3 separate regions of the Mus musculus genome follow, and all the other regions are linked to region 2. Evidence: chromatin contacts called from public promoter capture Hi-C data. All regions are on one chromosome and are shown on one strand. The core of a region is the stretch at or near the end of the contact, and the rest is flanking DNA. Distances in the headings are between cores, read along the strand shown.

Region 1 (4,739 bases), core at 1,194-3,693, 3.9 Mb after region 2:
CCTGGTTTTCTTGTGCCACTGGTCACACAGCAGCCACCAATCCTTACTCTGAGCTGGTGTGGACAAAGCATCCACATTGACTGCAGGGCCAGAGTTCCTAGGATTCTCATTTGAACTTACTCAACTGTGGGAATGCTGTGGGTGGTTTGATGCCTGCATCAGAACAAACCATCCAACCGTACCCATAAAGACTGCACAAATCCCTCAACAGTAACAGCAACATCACAAGCACATCGTTAAAATGAGAGGTCTGTCTGTCTGTCTGTCTTTCTTTTTTAAAAAGAATTTGTGTTTAATGAGGCTAGAGATTTAGCTCAATGGTAGAGTACTTAAGGCCCCAGGTTCAGTCCTCAGATCCAGGAGGGAAAAAGATATAATTACAAAATAGACCCTCCCGATTAAGGTTCTCAGGATAGTTTTTTATTATTTATATTTATGCTTGTGTCCTGTGAGTGAATGCTGTGTGTGTGTGTCAGATCCTTTGGACCCGGGTTACAGGGAGTTGTGAGCTGCCTAAAACAGTGCTGGGAGAAGAACTGGAGGTTCTGCATGACCACGGAGCACTCTCAACTGCCCAGCCATAGCTCTAGTCCATAGTTTGAGTTTTAAAACATAAACACTAGTGTTGAGCTGAAGTGGTAACTGCAACATTTTAAAGGTCTTACTAGTGTTTCATATCAACACGAATTTCATGGTGCTGTAACTGTCTCTATCCCAGAGATAGATGCTTAAATAAGTAAATTACAGATTGATTAGAAAAATATCAGCATTGGAAAGTTTTCCTTATGTCTGATAGCAAGGAGAGTAGTCTTGCAAGAAAACTCTCTAGTCCACCAAATTCAGCATTCACTGCTGTCTGTGCCCTTCCCAGACAACGTCGGGCTTTTCTGTAGAGAAGTCTGATCTCAAACAAACAAAACTACAGAACACAGACAGAAGCCAGGCATCACTACTGAGACACTAACACATTCATGCTTCGAAACTGTTCTCAGCTGGGCCATAAAAATTAACCGTCTATAAGACAAGCTAGGAAGACAACTCCCTTAAACCATAGGACCTTCGAAAATTATTTTTAACATGCATTTTTTTTCTTCTTCTTCTCATCTCTGTCTAACATTAAAATGGACAGAAAGGCAGGTGTAGAGCTAGCCCAAACCAATCTGAGACTGGAGAAAAGTCCAGTAACAGCAGCCAGCGGTTTCCTCCTCCTTCCTGGGTTCCAGGCACTGGCCTTATACAGACGGTCACTTCCACCCTTAGGGGCAGGAGGTCAGGAGAAGGGCAATTCTATCAACCGCTTCTCAACACCTCCTAGGTGAATGCAGAGACAAGCAACTCAAAACCCTGAAGCCCCCGCCTACTAGACCTTAACTTTCATTTGGTTCTGGTTACAATTAATTTTAACACCCGTAAAGCTTTTCTCACATGTCAAAACATTCCAAAAATGCTGCACGAGTAAACTACAGACACTACCGAAAAAAAAAAAATGAGCCAGCTTTATACAAAGACTAAAGAAAGCAAGCCCTTCAACGATTTCCACCACAGTAGCTTCGGCATTAGGAAAGGTGGCCTAGATTTCTCAAATCTTGGCTGTCAAAGGGAAAACCACTCATTAGCCTTTGACCTACCGAAGTTTTAAAGGCCGTCCTAATTACTTGCACCAGAACTACTCTAATTTAAAATCTTGTCATACTACAGAAAATCATCTCATCTTACACAAGGCGAAGTGGAGAGTTTAAGGCATAGGAACTGCCCAAACCTTTTTTTCTTTTTTTAAATTTTTTTTAAATGTAAGGTGTGTATGCGCACATGTGAACCTTTTCACTAGCAAACCTCCTTGCACGCAGAACACTCCAAGATGTTTACGTGAGTGCTTAAAACAATCAGCTCAGACAATGCAGGAGATACCACGAGAGAGAACACCCAGCCGAGGACGCGCTGGCAGGTCGTCCTTCTCTTTTTTCAGATGAACCTGGGCCACGGCCCGGAACGTCCTTCCTTTGCTAAGGTACCCTCCGAAGCCCACGTTTTCCAGCGAGAGGGGGATCGCCGGGTCTGCGGCGGCCCCGCGACCTTCCCGCCCCGCCCCCCGGCCCGCCGCGGACAAAGCGGCGCCCCTGCTCCCCGCGCGGCCCGACCAGGCGCTGCACAAAGCGCCGCACTTCCGGCCCGCGCCCGCCCGCCCGCCCCGAGCTGCCGCCCCCATGCTTCCCGTACTCACGGTGGCCTGAGCCTCCGGGACCGGCGCGCGCCGGCCCGAGCCGGCACGGCGTGGGGCTCGGCGACGGGCAGTGCCCAGACGACGCTCGGTTGCGGCCGACCGCTAGGCCCGCGCTGCCTCCCGCCCGCCCGCCAGCCTCGCCGCGGCCCCCGCTCCCGCCGACGCTGCGCAGACACCGCAGCCCACGACCTCACTTCCGCCCGCCGCGCGCCAGCCGGGGGCGCGCCGGGCACGTGACGCAGCTGCGCGCGCGCGCCCCGAGAGGCTTGCGCGAGATGCCCGGATGCTAGGACGCGCGCCTAGACTGCGAGCCTCCGCTCAAGCTCCGGCTAAAACCGGGCTGCAAACATCCTTGTAGAAAGTAGTTATGGCCCGTTGTAAGCATTTCCCCTGTTTTGTCCTTGTTTGGTTTTGGACCAGGATGGCCTTGAATTTACAGCTCTTCCTGCATCTACCTCTAGAGTACTGGCCTTAAAGCGACAGCCACCGAGCACAGTCCTAAGATTTTATTTTTAATATGCGTGTAAGTGTGTAGCTGTGTGTGGGGTTGTTCACAAGAGTGCTGGCATGTGATCCTCTCTAGCTGGAGTTACAGGGGATTTCTAGCTTTCCTACGTGCGGTGGTGATGGAAACTTCTCTGAGCCATCTCTGGGATTCCCCACCCCCCTTTAAAAAGATGTATTCGTTTTGTGTGTGAGTGTTTCGCCTGCAAGAATGTGTGTTCACTGCCAAGTACCTGCTTAACGCCTACAGAGGTCAGAAGAGGGAGTTACAGATGTTTATGAACCATTCTGTGAATTGAACCCAGGTGCTCTATAAGAGCAAGCAGCAAACATAGCCTTTAACCCCAACATTTGGGACGCAGAGGCAGGGGGATCTCTAAGTTAGAGGCCAACTTGGTCTAAGGATTGATATCAGCCAAGGCTATGCAGAAAAATTCTGTCTAGAGAAGAAAAATAATCACTGAGGCATCTCTCCACCCTCTTTTCTTTTTGATCTTTCAGTTCCAAGGCCACCAAAAAGATTTTTACCCCGGTAAGCTTGCATCTGTCACAGAGCTAAGAAATAACAAGCACTTAGAGCAAGCCCCAAACCACACTGGCTTCACAAAACAGAAAAGTCAACATCAAGTATGCATGCTAGGAAATGTTTGGGAATAGAGAATAGTAAAAAAGGGGCAGTTAAGCTTCCTATCAGATATGAAAGCATATTTAAAGGCTGCAGCCGATAAGCTCACTAGTGCACAAATAATGAACCAATGGAATGTAATGGGAAATCCAGAAGTATACTAAAACAATTGGGAGAAGTTGACATCTAATAAAATATTTCATATCACTAGGTGCTATTATTTGGATCTTAAAGGTTCAAAAAAAAAATCTACATGTTGATGTCTTGGCTGCTAGCCTGAGAGCTGACACTGTGTATGCTACACAGACTCAGAGATTTGCCTGCCTCTGCCCTTAAGTGCTGGGATTAAGGACATGTGCCACCATGCCTGGCTTTTCCCACCATTTTTTTTCCACAGCAAACATGACTAGCTGAGGATGAAGAAGGATCACTAAATTATTGGTACTGGGGCCACCACAAACGTATAGACTGTATCTGTAACTCATGCACCAGAATAGATTCCAACTTTTAAAAAAGGCATACATTTTTAAGTGTGGAAACAAAAAAGAAGAGAACATGGGGAAGTTCATTTCTAAATATGGAGTAAAGAACTTCTCTTGTCAAAAGCCACCAACAATGCCTATGAGGAACACTGATTGGAGGGGCAAGGAAGTGGGATTAGCAGGTTAAAAAGCTTTGCACTGAAGCCTGGGGGTCCTCAGAGCCCACTAGTGAAAGAGAACAGTCTCCATTAAAATTTTGAAAATGTTTTGGAGAAATCACCTTAAGGAAAATTAAAAGGCACTTGATTAAGAATGAAACACCACAAAAGGTTAATCTCTTTAGTATTCTGAGACCTTCCAGAGGCCAATAAGAACCAGTTATAGCCGAGAACATATAAATAGGTCTCAATAATATGGAAAAAAAAAGTCAACTGTATCTCTACATACACACAAAAAAATTCAGGTTAAAACTTTAAGACACAGGACTTTGGAGGCAGAGATATAAGGAGAGCCTCAAGCTTGAAGCCATCTGGCCTACATGGTGAGTTCTTAGGCCATCAAGAATTTGTTTCAATAAGAAAGGCAACAAAACAAAACCTCAAGCAAACAAACATTAAGGTGGCATTTTTACCAGTGGCTGGGAAATACTGCTTTAAAAAAGGCAATATCCTCTGTTGGTGAAGCCTCAGAAGTGGACACCCAGCAGCTGGATGGGTGAGGGGACCTTCTGAGATGTGTATCAGGATCAGTGCACACAAAGACACAGAGCTTTTAGCTCAGCAACTCCATTTCTGAAGGCTCATCCATATAGGTAACTTTCTACTAGCCAGGGTTCTCTATAGAGTAACAGAGTTTAAAGAATGAATCTCTGTATATGTAAAAGGGAGATTTATTAGAACGGTTTTCA
Region 2 (4,364 bases), core at 335-2,834:
GTGCCCTCACAAAGTACATCTATTCAGTGCGTTAAAAAACCCAGTGTAAATTACCAGTAAAGATTAATACTTCAGAGAGCAGACTCCCTCCAATAATCTCAAAAATATTATTTATTTATATATATACATATATATATAAATACATACATATGTATATATATTGCATATATAAAAATCTTTTGCCCGTGTATATAAAATGGTCCTAAATTTTTTTCTTCCTTGTTTTTGTTAATTTGGCACTTTATTGAACATTCATACACAGGTCCGATATAGCTTTTAAAGAGTTCCATTAGGAAGCTGGAGGGCAGCAAGAAAAAAATTTTCCTGAACTGCTTTGAAATGAGTGGAGCCACCCAGTGGCTGGAGGACACTTCTGTTAAAACAGTGGAGACCACCGAAATCCTTCTTAATAATATCCTCCCACTCCCTCACAGGCAAAACCTCAACATGATAGGCAGCCAAGATACACGACGAGATCGTCCCATTTTAATTGCATGCACCATAAGCAAAAAAAAAAAAAAAAAAAAAAAAGGATCATTTGTGTGTGTGTATGTGTGTAGCATTAGCTTCAGTCTGTCAGACTCTAGAATCAAACCAGTCTGTGGGATCATCTGCTTTATCCAATTCTGTTCCAAATACACTCAGGTTTCAGGTAACGCGCCCAATCTAGCGCGTGTGCAAGCGCTGTTTCCTTCCGGGAACAGATCGCGATTTTCTGGTTTTCCAACCGTTTTAGCCGGCACGAAGCAAACAGCAAAATAATAATAATAATTAAAAAAAGCAAGCCAGGATAGGATTCATGACCCCTAAGCTCCGGAATCCAGACCTCTGGTCACCGCACAGACCGTTCCGACACCGTGGAAATTTCAGCTCGCCAGCGGTGGAATGGTGCAGGGCTGCTCGCTCAACAGGAGCCGCGCAGTTCTGCCCAGCAGCTCCTGTTGCTCCAGCCCAAGAGCGGACCGCCCCACGCGCAGCCCGCCTCGGGGCCGAGTCAGAGTCCCCCTCCGCCGACCGGGTCGCCACTACCGAAGCCCGGCGGCGATCGGCAAGCCCGGGCTTGAGCGGCGCGCACAGTCGCGAGGTCCGCAATCACGGGTTCACGGTGGCGAGCGCGGGCGGCCACCGAGGCCATCTTGGGAGGCCCCGGGCGCCCGGTCCCGGTCCCCCCGCAGCCCCGCCCCGCCCCGGCCACGTCCACGACGCCCGCGCGGCTTCTCGGAACAAAGGCCGCAGGGTGGCACGCGCACAAAGCCGCTGGGCTGCCCTGCCGGTCGCTCCGGGTCCGGGCCCCGCCGCCGGCGTTTCGGTCGCCCGGCCACCCTCCTTTCCCTCCTCGGTCGCTCGCTCTAACAAAGGCCGGGCCCGCGGTACTCACAGGAATATGTCTACTCATTGAAGATTGTGGCCTAATCATACAGCCGGTCCCGAGGCGGCGCAGGCGGCGGCGGCAGGGCAGGCGGCGGTGGGCGTCGCGGGGCGGCGGCGGGGATGCAGGCGGCGGGGGCACCAGACGACCATGCAGTGAGCTGCCCGAGGAGCGTCGCCGAGCCGGCCGCAGCCCAGAGCCAATGCGCGCGCCCAGGCGCCCCTGCGTCACAAGTCCGCCCCTTTATAGCCGGCGCGACGTGCGCACAGGCGGCAGCCAATCACGGCGCGGGACGCCTGCGGCTCGAGGCGGGGCCCGGGACGCAGACGTCACTCGGGGCAGCCGCCACCGGTGCGAACCGGTTGATGAATGGCGCGGTGTGCTGGCTGGTCCTCGCCACCAAACGCTCCGGTCGCTAGAGCCGCGAGTTCGCCTCAACTTGGAACGCCTCTCCGGCGGGCGGAACCCTGTAGCCCGAGGCCATAGCTCTGTCGCGCTGGCCAACGGTTTACCTTGGCCCTTGCGCCCGGGGATCTCCGTCATCACTCCATATTGATGTCGCATGACCGCTGGGCGGCTGACTCACCGCTCCAGAGCCCGGCCCTAGTCTGGGACTAGGGATTCTCGTCACCACGGGCACTTCCACGTGTGGGAAGGCTCTCCGCAGAGATTAGCCGGTGGAACCCAGGAAATGTCCCTATTTTTTTTTTTTTTTTTCTTTCGAGGCACGTGAAGCCTAGTTGCTTCCTAGCCTTTCTTCTTCTCCCCCCACCCCCTTTCTTTTTAGGTTACACCCCTAAACTGCTGATTCTGGCAACTGCAGTTGGCTCGTTTGTGGCATTTCGAAATCACATGCATCCTTTGTACTGCTGCTCATTCTCAGATAATGAAAGGTTAGCTTTTGCTAAGGGGAAGCTTTTTTTTTTTCTTTTTCTTTTTAAATTAAGAATCTTCGGCTTTATCAAGGGCTGATGTAAGTTTTTGCGTCAAAAGCTAAGCTTTCCCCTTTTGTTGATCTTCAGTCCTGTTCCAGTGTCCTTTTAATCTAGGCTTCTAAGTGAAGCCTGAGTGCAGCTGTTTCTGATCATACAAGGGCAGCTTTTATCTGAAAACCCTTTCTGCTCGCTTGTCTAGGACAGGTAAACAGGACCTTTACCTGCTTTGGAGAACTCAGCTTTCCAATAACACTGAGGCCTTTTGTTCCCTGTTTTTCTGCACATTAGGCCGGAGAAATCATAAGTTGTGCTCTCTCTTATTGTGTACCGAATTTTGTGATTTATTAGCACTTCTATTTAGAGACTTCCTTGCATAGTTACTTAAATGTCTTATAAACATGCAATCTGTAAGCAACGTAAGTACATTAAAAAAAGGGGGGGGCAGACCTTTAATAACAGCAACAACAACAACAAAAAGCAACTCATCGTCATTAAAAATTGCTTGGCCAGGGATCCATTTAAAGTCAAGAACTTGAAGCATAGATCCCTTCACAAATAGAGGTAAAGTGAGGTAACAATTAAATTATGTAAGTCCTAAGAAAATGCAGGGAGATTAAAAGAAAAGTCTTTGAACAGTAAAGTGAAGTTGAGCAGACCAGGAAACTCAACCGAAGACAGATTGAGTATTACAGAACTAAAACCTTTCATATGACCAGTGACTTTGGGTAAGTGTTACTTAAGCTTTGGAAAAACATGGGCAGAATAATTAGTGACTAGCTTGGCCAACTTGTATTAATAACATACTTAGGCATATTAAATCTGCCTCCCCTATTCCAAAGGTTGGTCAACACTGTAAAACAAAAATAATGACACCTTTTCCAAAGGGGAATTTGGTGAGCTAAAATAACTGAGCAAATAGCAAGCAAAGGTAAATCAGTGTCTTGGTTTCCTTGTAGAACTCGTGATGCAAATTGTGAGCTGTGTAATCCACAGATCCCGTAATTGCTGACGATATTTGCTGATGTATGGTACTTGGTTAGCTGTCCTCATTGAGCCCTAGAAGATTGGCTTCTGCTCTCAGGAAGGGGAATTGTCTCCACCGGGATTATCCTTTTATAAGGAATTATCACCCAGTCCTATTTTGGAAAGGGACAGATTTCCATCCTTTGCTGCTGAAAGAATGTATCTTAAACCAGATATAAACTTGTTGGTCAGTCCACTCAATTCTCACAAGGCAGTCAGAGTCTCTTTGGCAGCTGCTGTTACTTGGTGTCTTGGGCTGGTTTCTTTGTTTGCTGAGGGTGTCTGTTCTAGTCATTGAATAGTTGGAAGCTGATCCCAGGAGTAAGTATCCCAACATTGAGCAAGGAGATCCCTGTGGACCAAGTCAATAGGACTTACCCACTTGTGGTTGGCACATTAAGCACCTCTATTTAACAGACTTTAAAAGAAGAAAACAACCTTGAAAATCTAGTGATTAGACTCCAGAAATCCTAAGTGGAAGGGAACCACTTTTGCCAAACAAGATGGCCACTTGAAGCTCCTTAATAAAACCTGTCCTTGGAGCTTTTATCAGCATATGCTAAGTATCAAAAACATTACCTAGAAGATAAGCAATGCAGGGAAGGTCACCACGGAAGATTAAAGGCCTCAGAAGGCAACAGATCAAATCCGAATGAGAATAGAGAATCTTTTAAGCACAGCACATCTGTAAACAATGATTCTGTTTATGCCAAGTGTATAAAGAGATTTCACTCTCAGAATCCTTGGATTATATGGGGCCATAAAAGCCCCACCAAAGGATTACATTTACATAGCAAAATGATATTGTTGCACAGAAAGATCACAAGTGACATTATCAACTGGGGACCACCAAATAATGTATATGTGGACTAAGTATATTTGGTATGGGCAAGTAACCAGATAGCTAGAGCTGGGTAGCAGTGTAGATACTTGGGCAGAGCTCCCATTACCATGCTTAAGAAAGGTTTTAGCAAAACTGGGCATACAGCAATGGCCACTGTCACTATTGCTTAGGATAGCAATAAAACCTAAAAACT
Region 3 (4,320 bases), core at 1,138-3,637, 3.5 Mb after region 2:
GCTCACACCTGCAACTGCTAGGTCACATCCAGGAGACAATGTTTCATGGCACTCCCAACCCTCTGCAGCGTTCCCTGACTTCGGAGAGTGGATACAGACGTCCCTTTTAGGGCTGAACACTTCACTCACCCTCAGTACTTGAACCAGTTCGATATTACTCTCACCTCCCAATATTTAAGCGAGGTCCAGCAAACTAGCGTCTGCAAACCACATTTAAAAAAAATTGCGACAAAAATCCAATGATTGGTGTCAATGTGGTTTCTAAAACTTTTAAAAATTCTATTTGGCTGGTTGGTGGTGGCACATGCCTTTAATCCCAGCACTCTCAAGGTAGAGAGACAGGTGGATCTCTGTGACTTAAAAGCCAGTCTGATCTACAGAACTAGTTCTAGGTCAGCCAAGGCTACACAAAGAAACCCTGTCTCAGAGAAAGAAAGAATTTATTTTTATGTATCTGCCAGTATATCTGCGCAATGTGCAAGCCTGGTGCTGTGGAGGCCAAAAGAGGGCATTGGGTCCCCTGGAACTCAAGTTTCTGGTGTTTGCAAGCCATTGTGTGGGTGCTGGGACTCAAACCTCAGTCCTCTGGAAGAGCAGTCAGTGCTTTTAACTGCTGAGCCATCACTCCAGCCCTCCTAGCATTTTTTAAAAAAATTACATTTACTTGAGTGCTTCTGCACAAGGCATAAGGAGGTCAGAGGACACTGTATGGAAGTGATTTTTTTTCCTTCTACCATGTGTGTCAGGGGATGCAGCACTTATTAATAGGTGTGGCTGCAAGACCTTTACCTGTTGAGCCATCTTACTGCCATCTTCCCCATTTCAGTGAAAAAGTTTTCATACTATCACCCTCATACTATCTGGCTGTTTTGCATTGCCACCACTGGCAGACCCACAGTGACGTAAGACAGAGATCTAGCGATAAAACCCAATAAAGTCTTGTCTGGCTTTTAAAGATGCTATCCATTCCTTCATTTAAACACTGTGATGACCAAGTTGACAGCCTTTTACCAATGATCCCACTCATCTTCCAGTGACTTAAAGCACTTCTTTTTTTGGTTTTTCGAGACAGGATTTCTCTGTATAGCCCTGGGTGTCCTGGAACTCACTCTGTGGACCAGGCTGCCCTCGAACTCAGAAATCCACCTGCTTCTGCCTCCCAAGTGCTGGGGTTAAAGGCGTGTGCCACCACCGCTCCGCTCAGCATGCTTAAAGCACTTTCAATTCGCCTTAGCCCTACTTTTGCACACGACCCCAAACGGATCTCCTCAGAGCCCTCCCTCAACAGAGAGTTGGCAATGCTTGAAATTCTTTGGTTCCCTTGCAGGTGGTGCTACTCCATCTGCTGAAGCCTGTTTTGGAAAGAACCCCCTTTTATTTTCTTTTGTGTGTAGGGAGATACACCCTCACTATAGAGCCTGTGTAGTTGTCCAAGGACAACACTCTGGAGTCGATTTTCTCCTTCCACCATGTGGGTCCTAGGTATCAAATCCAGGTTGTCATGTTTATTTAGTGGCAAGGCATTTACCTACTGAACCATTCCACCATCATTAAAACATTTTCCTTTCTCTCTCTCTCTCTCTCTCTCTCTCTCTCCCTTCCTTCCTTCCTTCCTTTCTTCCATTTTTTTTTTTAACTTTGAGACAGGATTTCATCACAAGCTAACTTTGAATTCACAATGTAAGCTAGGGTGACCTTGACTTTCTGATTTTCTTGCCTCCACCTTGTGAATGCTGGGACAGGCACTCTACCAATTCAGCTACAAACCTTAGCACGGCTCTTCTCCAGTCTTTAGTCTCCAGGACCCCAGGAGCTTCAGCATAAGATCTTCTTCAAACTCCTGAAGGGGGACGGAGTGAGTGTTGAGACCACTTTTCCTCCCAATGCCTCTCTAGTCTCTTCCTCCCTGAGGGGTATGGGTTAAGATCCACAAGTTAGGACTGAATCCTGGTGTCCCCGCTTTTCCAGCAGGTTCCAAAAGTGAAATCACACCCCCTACCCTCAGAAATAGGCCTTTTCCCAGAGCAAAGTGCAGGGAATATATTTATTCGAAGTCCCCGACCTCTCTCATATTCCGCTGTCGCACGACTGTGAACCTCAGCGCTCGCAGGACTCCGGAGCAACCTTGGGAACCCGGCCTGCGAGATTGAGAGCGCAGCCATCCCCCTGGAAAGGCCAATGGGACTGAGCGTTCCGTGCGGACTCCACCAGCTTCACGGCAGCCGAAGCACCCGAGGCGCCAGTGGGGAATTGCGGGACCCGCAGCTACTTGGACGGCCAGTTCGGCTGCGGTGGCAGCCAGCACCTATGGGCGGGACGAACGGAGTGAACTCCTAGTGCCATTGGCCGAGGAGCCTGCCAATTACCGGTCTTCATTGGCTGCTGGAATGGAGGCCCCACCTCGCAGTGGCTAAATTCTCGGAGTCGGATCACTCCTTGTGGGAGACCTCAGAGCGGGTCGCAGCATGAGTCGCCATACGGACTTGGTGAGGAGCTTCTTGGAGCAGCTGGAGGCCCGGGACTACCGGGAGGGGGCAATCCTCGCTCGTGAGTTCAGCGTGAGTGACACTCCAGCCATCAAGCTTCGCAGCCAGGCGCTCCCCACGGCTGTCCACCTGTGCAATATGAAAGCTCTGCCTTTTCCTCTCAGCTCCCGGGGCGTCTCCTCCCTCCTGCTCTCGGCTTTCCTCTTCCCGCACTTCTCTCACCCTGACTCTCCCAGCCTTCCGCACTTTGCCCACAGGTGCCCAGAGGGTGAAGACGGCTACTGTTTAGGAGGAGCCAGACACACTCAGGTGTCGGTGTCGAGCTCCCGGTGCAATCTTCTCCCTAGCGGGGCCGTGGCTTCCGCCGTGGAGGGAGGCAACACACCTGCGCTGGACTCGAGTCCCCAACCCGGGCCACTCCTGGGTCACCTTGTAATCCCAGGGAGGAAGTGGTTTGGGGCAGCAGAAAGAGGAACGAGGAAACTTGTAGCCTAGCCTAGGTTTCGCGTTACCAGTCTATCCTAGGGCTTTTCAGAACTGTGGCCCTGGGAGCTCTGACTTCATTTTCACCTGTTTTGAATTGTGAATGATAAAAGACAAGCCGGTTTGAAAATTAGGTGGTTTGGGTAGATGCACCTAGCACGCGTTGGGTATTCACTGGCTATATTAACTGTATGCACCTGCCTTTAACATGGTTTACAAAGGTTGTAAACGTTACCTCGGGCCAATCAAGCTTGTGAGAGCTACTGCCACTCAACAGCCATGGCACACAACATGTAATGACGTATTTTAAATAGAGTGACATGATCCAAATACGTAATACACTATCTCAAACTTAGAAATGTAAATGACAATGATATAAAAATAAGTGTGACATTAAATGATCACTTACAGCCTGGCATGGTGGCACATGCCTGTAATTCTAGCAGTTGGTAGCCTAAAACCGGGGGATAACCATGAGTTCAAGGCCAGCCTGAATTACATAATTTTGTGACCACTCTGGAATACTCTGGAGATTGTTTCAAAGAATGAAAAAGATAGTTTACACAGGCCAATATGTAAACCAGTAACAGTGAAACTCTGGTGGTGGTGCATGCCTTTAATCCTAGCACTTGGAGGCAGGGAAAGGAAGGTTACTGTAAGTCTGAGGTCAGTCTGGTCTACACAGTGAACTCCAGGACAGCCAGGGATATGTAGGAAGACCTTGTCTCTAAAACAATAAAAAAACCAACCAAACAAAAAAAATAACCCCAACTAACTAAATAAGCAAAACAAACAAACAAAAACCCAACAAAGCAACCAAACACCACAACAGATACAACAAACATTAATAAGAACCAAATTTATAGCAGGGTGATGATGGCACACACCTTTGATTTCAGCACTTGGGAAGCAGAGCCAGGTGAATCTCTTGAGTTCAAGGCCAGCCTGGTCTACAGAGTGAGTTCCAGGACAGCCAGGGCTACACGGAGAAATCCTGTCTCGCAAACCTAAAACCAAACCAAACCAAAAAACCCAAAAAGCAAGCAAACGAACAAACAAACAAACAAAAAACCCAAACCAAATGTATTAAGTTAGTAAGTAAATATACACACAAGCATATGGACAGGTTAAATGTGAGTCTAGATAATTTTCATATGTAAATGCTGTAACAGAAGAACTACTAGCATAAAGTATACATTTTATAAGCAAGAAGATATGCATAAACAGGAAGAAGGTGTCTCTGGGGGCTGGAAAAACCTGACCAACATAAGTAAACCACTTTGGAATGGTGGCCCAAACACAATGCCAGTCATTGCAAATATGAGCACCCGATAAGAGCGGTACTCTTCAC

What was found. Promoter capture Hi-C pulls out the DNA fragments that hold promoters and counts their contacts.
Region 1: a contact with region 2 is called in a promoter capture Hi-C map of pre-B cells, with 5 times the contacts expected there. The contact joins the promoter of Fam168b here to the promoter of Ptp4a1 in region 2. A contact is called at or near these places in 4 of 39 promoter capture datasets (cranial neural crest, frontonasal cranial neural crest, pre-B cells and 1 more).
Region 3: a promoter capture Hi-C map of pre-B cells shows a contact between it and region 2. The contact joins the promoter of Ptpn18 here to the promoter of Ptp4a1 in region 2.

Annotation. Positions count from the first base shown.
Region 1 is chr1:34,840,607-34,845,345 of GRCm38.p6, forward strand. Fam168b (family with sequence similarity 168, member B) reads right to left here and starts at 2,444. Exons shown (of 7, transcript NM_174997.2): 1 at 2,222-2,444.
Region 2 is chr1:30,948,171-30,952,534 of GRCm38.p6, forward strand. It overlaps Ptp4a1 (protein tyrosine phosphatase 4a1), which reads right to left and starts at 1,585. Exons shown (of 6, transcript NM_011200.2): 1 at 1,379-1,585. It overlaps LOC115487084 (a long non-coding RNA gene), which reads left to right and starts at 1,701. Exons shown (of 1, transcript NR_164183.1): 1 at 1,701-3,168.
Region 3 is chr1:34,457,359-34,461,678 of GRCm38.p6, forward strand. Ptpn18 (protein tyrosine phosphatase, non-receptor type 18) reads left to right here and starts at 2,388. Exons shown (of 15, transcript NM_011206.2): 1 at 2,388-2,558. The coding sequence starts at 2,466. It overlaps Gm32504 (a long non-coding RNA gene), which reads right to left and starts at 3,677. Exons shown (of 4, transcript XR_373299.3): 1 at 2,401-3,677; 2 at 2,063-2,305; 3 at 1-1,906.